Linked DNA regions of Mus musculus: region 1 is linked to region 2. The links are chromatin contacts, called in public Hi-C maps. All regions are on one chromosome and are shown on one strand. Each heading gives the region's core, a stretch centred on a gene start, on an enhancer-like site or on the middle of the called end of the contact. The rest is flanking DNA. Distances are from core to core; before and after follow the strand shown.

Region 1 (4,462 bases), core at 499-2,998, 210 kb before region 2:
TGTCCTCACAACCCACAAGGGAACAGGAGTTATCAGAGACTGCTCATCTCCCAAGAAGCATGACACATTGGGGCAGGAGGATGGGTAGTTGAGAAGCCTCCTTCAAAATCATGGAACGTACAATAGAGAGAGTCATTTCCAAAGGGCTGAGGAGAAACTGGGAAAGAGCCCAAAGGAAGATGTGGAGATCAAGTAAGAACTCCATGGAGAACTCAACTGGATTCCCGTGGAAGGGAGCATTAGGAACAATCCATTTGCATACCATGGTGACAGCAAAACAGATTTAGGGACTGGCTACAGAGTGAGGCAAGACAGGGACTCGTGACACGTGTGTCAATTGGAATGCTCTTTTATTGCTGTTGGTGTCTTTGGTGCGGTAAGTCACGGACACAAGGAGGTGATGTGAGAGATGGGATGAGGTCTTATACTTGACTCCCAGGTTGGCCTAGAACCAGTGGTCTTGCTACTCACAAAGGAGGCTCCTTCCCCCCCCCCCCACCCCATTCTGGCTTGCTTTGCTGTTGCCAACTTTCTACAGCTCTGATCCGTTATCGGCAAGTGTCATCCCTTTGCCATACATAGAAACAGTGAGTGCAAAGAAAATGCACTGTGTGGGCAGATGACTCAGAAAGCTTGACCGTGGGGTAAACAAACATTCTATCTCCAGTGATGATAGACTGAAGGCCCTCAGGGCAGGCTGCTGTCTGCTGCCTCCACAGGCACCTCCTCTTACTGTATCCTTGCATAGCTCCACGCATGCCACCAGCACACACAACAAACCATCAATTAAAGATGGCTTCTGGCCCAGGTTTGAAAACTACCCTGTTGCCCTATAGAGCTCTATGTGTTCACTCCTGCCCTCTCCTCTTCCACTCAGTGCCCAATTTCTTGTCTCTACCCAGCTGGGATTACTGAATCCCAGATAAATGAACAATCCAGTCATCTGGCCCTTGGCGGCACCAACAGACAATCAGAACAGTTGTCTGGTACTCTGCTGGTACTCTGGATTCCCTTCATGCTGCTCCTGATGTCTGCTGAGTGAGTTTTGTCAGGTAATGTTCAACCATAACTATAGGAAGAGGCACGCTAGGAGAAATGGACTTGCCCTATGCCTAAACTGCATGAGCAGTGCTGAACTTCATTGTGCAACCTCAGGAAGGAAGATGGGAGGCAGAGAGACTCGGGAAGTTGAAGCTAGTGCCCACCTATGGAGATCTTGTCTCTGTCCTCTCTGGAAGCCTCAAGCCTGCTTCGACCAGTCTTCCAGTTGATATAGGCCCACTCACATGATCCAGTGTAATCGCCGTTACTTAAATGCAGATGATAGTGACTTCAATAGCATCCGCAAGTGGCTTCACAAGTAACCTCTTTAGAGTCTGATGGGCCAAGGGGACTTTAGCTTGTTCTATTGATACATCAAAAGATGTACCAGGGGTAAATATAAACAAAAGAATAGGTAGATCATGTGGTGGTCTGCAGGTGTGGGGAGGGGGCGAGGCAGGGGAGCAGGTCAGTACTAGAAGGCAGGAAACTGCCAGGTTCTGTTTGGAGTTGGAGGTGCAGTATCATCTAAGACTATTGGGGTAGATTGTGGCCTGAGGCTTTGCGATGTTGAAACACTCAGGTAAGAACAGAGCCCAGTTAGTCGGTCCTGCAGGGTCAAACTCAACAGACAGCATCCCTTCTGTCCCTGCACGCACCTTACAAGGGGTGCAGTTTCCCATGGCGTCGCCAGAGGGCGCCCGAATTGAGGAAACGACCTTAGGAGGTACCCAACAGGTGACCTTCAGGCAGTGATTTCCCTACCCTAGGACACTTACACAGGCTGTCTCTTTAACCTAAAGGCTTCAGTGACTGCAGTCAGAGAATGGCTGGTGCACACACTTTCCTCTGCCGGGGAGAGGCTGGTGGCTGGGAGATGGTCCCAAGGCAGGCTGCCCAAGAGGATATCTGGAGACACTCACCAACCTCCTCTGAGCCTGGATCGGTTCTCCCACTGTCCCGAGGTTTGGAAAAGTATATTGAAACAGGAATGGAACGCAGAACTAGCGTCAACAGTCACCTGGGAAACAGCCCCATTGGTCCAGGCTTCCCTTTCCAAATTCTGGAAAGGTCTGCCACTCTCCTCTACAAAATAGTCGTCTCAATAGCAGCCTCTTCCATCTATAAAATTAGGATCCCAAGACAAGAAACAAATCGTTTTTATTTGTCCCCCTGAATTTTGAGATTTAAAAGGATTCATAATATCACGTGCCTCTCACTTCTCTTTAAACGTGCAGTGTCTGATGGAACACCTTTAAAGGCATTATGGGTTTTCAAGGAAAGAAAAGCCACTACAGGACTTCTATCAAGATTTTCACATAGTGACATTATTTTAAAGCAAGGACAGAAGAAGGCTGGTATGGCTTTTTTTTACATCCCCCAAAGGTGGGCAGTGAGCAAGATGGGGTATAAGAGACAGAAGTAATGAGCGTCTCTGCATTTATTATATGCACTCTGAGAAGTCTAAATTGTGCCCAAAAGGGGCATTTAGACACTCAGAGAGACTGAGCAATAAACACAATTCATACTTAAATACAGCAAAGGTCAGGGAAGGAAGCCCCGTCCTTCTCTTCTCTTCAGATGTGGGTCCAGCTCATGTGTGGGTTTGGAAAACCATGACAGGAACGGGGGTCTGGGAGCCGTCTTGCTGTCAAGAGGTTTCTTGAGTTTCCTTAAGACACTCAGCCTGGATTCATTACGCCTTGTCACAGAATAAAGAGAATTAAATATTTTTCTAAGGCTGCAACTAATCCTAGAACTCAAACACGGAGAGGGGGTCCCACATATGAAAAGTTTGTGACATTTTTATTGGAAATGTGCAGAGATGTTGTGTTTAAATCCTCAAGATGAGGAAAATGACTTTTTTTAAAGAAAAAAAAATCCCAAATGATTTTCATTCGTCTGTCCCCAGACCTCTCCTAGCAGACTCAATTAAATAACATAATATCTTTTTTGAGTCATTTAGAAAAATATTTATATACCAGTGAAAGCAGGGAGAAGCTTTTAAAGATCTTACTAACTGTATGGTAGGATATGGGCAAATCTTGTATTTATGGTGTTTTTTCCACACTAAGCGTTTTTCCTCCCTTTACAGGCACGGGCACAGGCTCTCATTTATTTGCAATCAGTGTGTTCCACAGTCCACAAAGAAACTTTTTTTTTTTTTTTAGAGCAAAACTTGCCCTAATGAAATTCAGTAATTCTTTATAAAAAGAAAAAAGGATCTTTTATATGCATTTTATACGCACGGAATATATAAGTGTGGTGTGTACCTGGTAAGACTGATTTCTGCTGACTCTGTAATACAGGTAAATCAACACGGTCCAAGGCACATTATGGGCCACAATTTATTGGGTTTTTATCTTCAGGTAAAGACTTCTATTAAGAATATACAAGTGTCTGCATACCTAGCCTGCCTTGTTTTTCACAGGGGTGTATACATAATCTCTTTTTAAATTTGCTTAATCAAAGCTTGCTATATTGAATACATTTAATTGGAATCCAGTGGTTAAAATATAAAAATTTACTGCTGTAGAAAAGTTTTGATTAGTACTTTCCATTAGTGAGTGTTGTTGATAAACCCTCCAACTGCACATTTGCATCCAGACAACTGACTTGGCCTTCAACTCCACAAATACATTATTTCCCATAAATATTCTTAATGAAAGAGCTGGTCTGTTTCAGAGGAAGTAAAGGCAGTGAAGAATTTTACATAATTGGGGGGGGGGGTGAAGGTACCAACCTTGATAAACACATGCATGGGGGCCTGGGAGGGTGAATTATTAGGTGTGGAAAATAGAGTCTAGGAATGCTCTCTCACACGGAGAACCCTCAAGCTCCGTGAGAGCCTAGCAGAAGCAAGCTTCGTCTCTTCCCTGTCCTTCGTCCTCACTCAAACCAAGAATCCGATGGGGGTGGGGAAGGTTTTTTGCTCTGCTGAAATATTTTGAGAAGATGGCAATTAATGCTATATTTTATCAAAATGTAAGAAATAAATAAGTGGAAGGAAAAAAATAAGGAAGGGGAGGTGGACAGATTTCCAATTCTCAGAAATTTTCGAATTAATCATCTTCTGACATTTTCCTACCACTTTGCAAAACATTAGTTAATAGCAAAAGTGAGAATAAGATGCAGCCTTAAGGGGATTCATCTCTTCTTTACCCCGTTATGAGCTAGATATCCAGAAGGACACCAAGGCTCGATGGCCTGACCCAATCTGGAGTGATGGTGGTAGCTGCTTCGATACCTACCATAAGTCACCCTCGCAAGCTCTGTCCCTCACTGCTGATTTCTGAGTTCTGATTTCACAGGCCACAGGGGAAAGCCTTGTGCATGGACACTGAGGTCCGAGTCTGGATTCTTCTAATACTTGATTTTAATCCACTCTTAAGAATGAGTGATGCTTAAGTACAATCCTCTT
Region 2 (4,645 bases), core at 1,803-4,302:
TTTGACTATATAAGTCAACTGTGAGAGCCTCGGGTAGGGTGACTTTTTTTCTAGTCCCCTTTGAGCTTACTAAGCACTAAGAGTGCAGATAGGAGGCTGGCTTTCTTGCCCCTTGTACTTCTTGTAGTTGGAGCCACAAGCTTCTTGCAAAAATGGGGATGCCGGGGAGGCATTCAACGCATAAGCCAGAGTGTACGTTATTTACATTTTCTACATGTGTGGGATCATGGACCAGTGCATCTAGTAGGGTTGCACAATGGTCAAAGCAAAGCCTCAACCTGGCGTCACTCCATCTTTATACACGTTTGCCAGGTAACTCGGGCTTCCCTCTTAGCCTCATTTCCTCCTCTGTAAAATGGGATAATGATAGCCTGGACCTTTTGATGTAGTCATGGGAATTCAATGAAAAAGTGCTTATAAAAATCCATTGTCCCACACTGTGCTATTTTCTTGAGTCTTCACAGCGATCTGATGAGGTGGATGCTATTGTGCCAACATCAGTTGATTAGAGAGGCAAAGCTGAGACCATGTAATCGTCCCTATGGTCTCACTGACCCATGTGACATTATCTCTGGAAGCTATGGGGTGCTCAGTGCATCTGAATTGACCCTTTTGCTTATAGAATAGTGTCTGGGTTAGGTTTCTACTGCTGTGACAAGACACCATGACCAAAAGCTACCAGGGGAGGGAAGTGGTTTTATTTTAGTTTATAGTTCCGAATCACAGTCCATCACTGAGGGAATGTAAGGAAAGGCAGACACCTGGATGGAGGCAGGAACTGATGCAGAGGCCATGATGGCTTGCTCCTCCTGGCTAATACAACATGCTTCCTTAGACGGCCCAAGACCAACTGCACCACTAACAATGGGCAGAGCCCTCCTACATCAATCACTACTTAAGAAATGTCCTCCAGCATGCCTACAGGCCAGTCTTCTGGAGCTTGGGTCAACTCGATAAACACAAACAAATTAAAAAAAAAAAATCAACCAGTGCAGAGAGAAACACAACTAATAGAGATTAGGGGAACTGACTTAAAGTAAACTTGGGGCTAGCACAGGTATAAATAAAAAATTCCAACACAACAAAAAAGTTCTTTACACTTCACCCAATACTTCCAGTCTTGGCTCTTAATTCTAGCCAGGAAGCACAAAAAGCAGATTAAGAAAAATGCCTGATTTCAACCCTAAAATAACTGGAATGTCAACTGGGGTAAGACTGAAGTGGTGAGTCAAAGGACACACACAGGATCCTCATTTTCCACAAAGCCTGTTAGTTTCTTATGCAAAAATGTTGGTTTTAAAAAGATATTGAACTCAACCATTTCAAGCTATGAAACTCATCATTTATTAATCATTCATTAAATATCTGCTATCAAATCCCAATAGATAGTTGCCCAGCCAAGTAAACACTGGCTTTCCAAGGCTTAAACAGAAAGCTAGTTCACAGATTTTCAGTTTTTCTTGCCTGTGTCTGATTTCCATCCCAAACAGACACTTTCAAAACTTGGAAATGTTAGGTCTCAAACCCGGGACAAATGGCTTACTGAAGTGCCTATTGAACATATCAAAGTGTATTAAGGCTGCCAGGTTCTCCCACTATTCCTCAGTCCCTACCTGTAACAGGGGTATGGCTGGCATGACCTGTCCCTTACCCTAAACTTCTCCAGCCCAGGGGCTGGACTGCCCTTCCCCCAACTGCCCTTCCCTATATTATCCAGCCCTTTTGGTTTTCTGGCACATTTTTAGTCTACCCTTTATCTTCCTGGTCTCTTGGTCAGTGGCTCCTCTTCCTTCTCCCCTCCCCCTCTCCTGACAGGGCTTGGCTCAGGGTCAAGTTCATCCCAAACTCTCCCTTTTATCTACAATAAACCTTCTCCTCCACTATACCTAGCCAGGTCCTTCCTTTTTTTCTTTTTCTTTTCTTTCAGAAAATAAAATTAAAATGAGTTACTAAATGCAGTTCTCCTTGGACTTAAGAATTCCCTGACTAGAATGGAGAATATATTCCTTCGCTTATTCAACTGGCCTAAGCATTCCTTTGCATTTACATTCACATTTTTCTTTGTGCGAGTGTAAACCTAAATGATGTGGATTAAATGCCTGCAGAGGGCAGCATGTCGCATCCAGGATCGCGTCTCATTGTGATGACTGGCCTCGCTGCCACCATTGTCACCGTCATCTCTCATAATTGGCCTTGCTGTCACCATCATCTCTGTCACTCTTATGGTGCTGGTATTCCCAATGTTCTCATCTTGGAGATATACTTTTTTAAACATATGTGTGGTTGTTGGGGTGGGAGTGGGCACAAGTGTGTGTGTGTGTGTGTGTGTGTGTGTGTGAGAGAGAGAGAGAGAGAGAGAGAGAGAGAGAGAGAGAGAGAGAGAGAGAGTGCATGCATGCTAGATTGTCCTTGTGGAGGTCATGGGACAGTTTTAAGGAGCTGGTCCAAGGCTGTTGGCCTTCATGCTTCTGGGTGATTCGTTTGTCTCCATCTCCTCTCTCACCTTGGGAACGCTGGGACCACAGAGGCATGCCAGTACATCTTGGTCTTTACATGGGCTCTGGGACACAAGCTTGGGTTATCAGGCTTGCACAGTGAACCCTCTTACCCGCTGAGCCATCGCCCTTGGTCCCAGTCTTACAAAGTTGTAAGGTAGATTCTAGTAACATAATCTTTAGTCTCGTTATGAATATTGACTCTTCATACATTTCTGATACATTATTTAATTCAAATTCAAAAGTCCTCTTATAAGCCCATAACAACAAAGGTGCTGACATAGAGTTTTGTCGACCTGCTATTAGGTAATTTATGAACTTTAACCTGCAGAGACTTCTCTATAACAGAGCCGGTGGCAAGGGAAACCAATGAAAGCAAAGTAACTTCTCTAGATGTGTTCTCACTGGCATTAGTCTCTGCTCAGAAACAAACACTCCATAGAATCTGTTTCTTTAAGATTCTAAAAATAAGTTGATCTGTAAGTGACTTTGCTGTAATGCATACAGTGAGTCAGACAGAGGAGTAATAGCCATTTATAGAATGTGGACTGCACTTTGGACTGGGGCAACCACTTAACCCTCACAAAGGGAAAAGTGGCCTTTCAGATAGATGGTACAGGGTTTGGTCTGTGAGTCTTATTTCTAAAAGGAATCTTATTATAACTCTGGCTAAAAATATTGGACTATGTCCAGAGTCGATCACATGGTCAAATCCTTTGATAAAAAGAAGTTTGTCATGAGATTATATGTGTGCACATCTATGGTCTCTGTGTGCATATTCTGTACTGTGTGGTAATTTTATTATTGGTTGGTTAGTTCAGCTTTTGTCAACTTGACACAACCTAGAGTTATCAGAGAGGAAGGAACCTCAACAAAGACAATGCCTCCATAAGATATGGCTGTAGGCTACCTGTTAGGCATTTTAAATAGTGATTGACGTGGGAGGACCCAGCCCATGGTGTGTGGTGCCACCCTCAGACTGATGGATTTTATAAGAGAGCAAGATGAGCAAGCCAGTAAGCAGCACTCCTTCATGGCCTCTGTATCAGTTCTGCCTGCTAGTTCATAAACCCTTTCTTCCCCATCTTGCTTTTGGTCATCGTGTTTCATCACAGTAATGATAACCCTAACTAAGAATATATAAATATAAATATATATATATATATATATATATATATATATATATATATATATATATATATATAGTCTGTGAAGTCAATCTCTAGATTTGAGTGTTCTGTGTAACCCTGAAACCACACCTGGATGGCAGAGGGTGCTATCATACCACATGTGCATTTCCATGGCAAGCTTGTGTATTAAGGCATATATACCTTAAAGATATATACCTTAAAGATATATACCTTAAACATATGTACCTTAAACATATGTACCTTAAACATATATACCTTTTTGTAGTGCTGTGCATTGACCCTAGAGCCCCATCTCATTCCCTACATTTTATTTCTGATAAAAAAAAAGTAAATAACTTCTTTTTTAAATAGGTATTAGACAGTGACTTAGGATGGCTTTGTGTGAACACAAAAACATCATTTAACATCACTCGCTCTTAGCTTCTTCTCCTATAAAATGGAAATAAGTGCAGACCCTGCTTCAAGAGGCTGAGGAGAGGATGAAGCAGTGCCGCACACGTGAGGTACCCAGGACTCCTAATAAGACTGTTAGGAATGTCACTACTGTTCTTTTCTCCCTGGCAGTTAGAGCATGGTGCAATTTCCTCTTTGCTCTTTTCTAGGACTTTGGATTTCATTGCATTTCTAGCGTGTGCCTTCATAGCCTTGTAAATACTTGCCTTAGAGGTCAAGTCTGGTGGCTAGATGTTGACAAAGTTTCCTTGCATGGCTGATAGAATGAATATTTTAAAGGGCATAAATGACTGAAGATGGAGAGATGGGGGAAAGGAGGAGGAGGAGGAAGAGACACAAGAAAGCATTTTGTAAAGAAGAATTTGCCCCCTTCTCTCATGTGATCTTCATTTACAAACATGTCAGCTGTTGCCTGCACAAGGATCTCAAACCTGGTACACTCGGAAGCAATGCTCTACCAGAACTATGACTTCATTTCAGTGTTACTTGATGACCATCTCCACTATGGTAATAAGATCTTTTTGGTCTTAGTACAATTCAAACCCA

Evidence for each region. Hi-C and Micro-C count contacts between places; a contact is called where the count stands out from the background.
Region 1: a Hi-C map of bone marrow-derived macrophages shows a contact between it and region 2, with 26 read pairs. The contact joins two enhancer-like sites. A contact is called at or near these places in 1 of 39 promoter capture datasets (embryonic stem cells), 7 of 15 datasets of contacts at CTCF or cohesin (CD8 T cells, embryonic stem cells, large pre-B cells and 2 more), 56 of 484 Hi-C or Micro-C datasets (the AML12 cell line, B cells, the C10 cell line and 18 more), 10 of 115 datasets of contacts at active chromatin or transcription factors (CD8 T cells, bone marrow-derived dendritic cells, embryonic stem cells and 2 more) and 1 of 9 other capture datasets (embryonic stem cells).

The regions. Positions count from the first base shown.
Region 1 is chr6:53,719,102-53,723,563 of GRCm38.p6, reverse strand. No RefSeq gene overlaps it. Among named protein-coding and RNA genes, the nearest start is that of Tril, 99 kb to the left of the region's middle. Within about 2 kb of position 1,748, at least 13 of the 459 cell types and tissues checked have an H3K27ac peak or open chromatin away from gene starts, as enhancers often do. A contact at or near this core is called in bone marrow-derived macrophages, where this site is marked.
Region 2 is chr6:53,507,683-53,512,327 of GRCm38.p6, reverse strand. All of the region lies in intron 5 of Creb5 (cAMP responsive element binding protein 5), which reads right to left. Among named protein-coding and RNA genes, the nearest start is that of Gm38814, 16 kb to the right of the region's middle. Within about 2 kb of position 3,052, at least 6 of the 459 cell types and tissues checked have an H3K27ac peak or open chromatin away from gene starts, as enhancers often do. A contact at or near this core is called in bone marrow-derived macrophages, where this site is marked.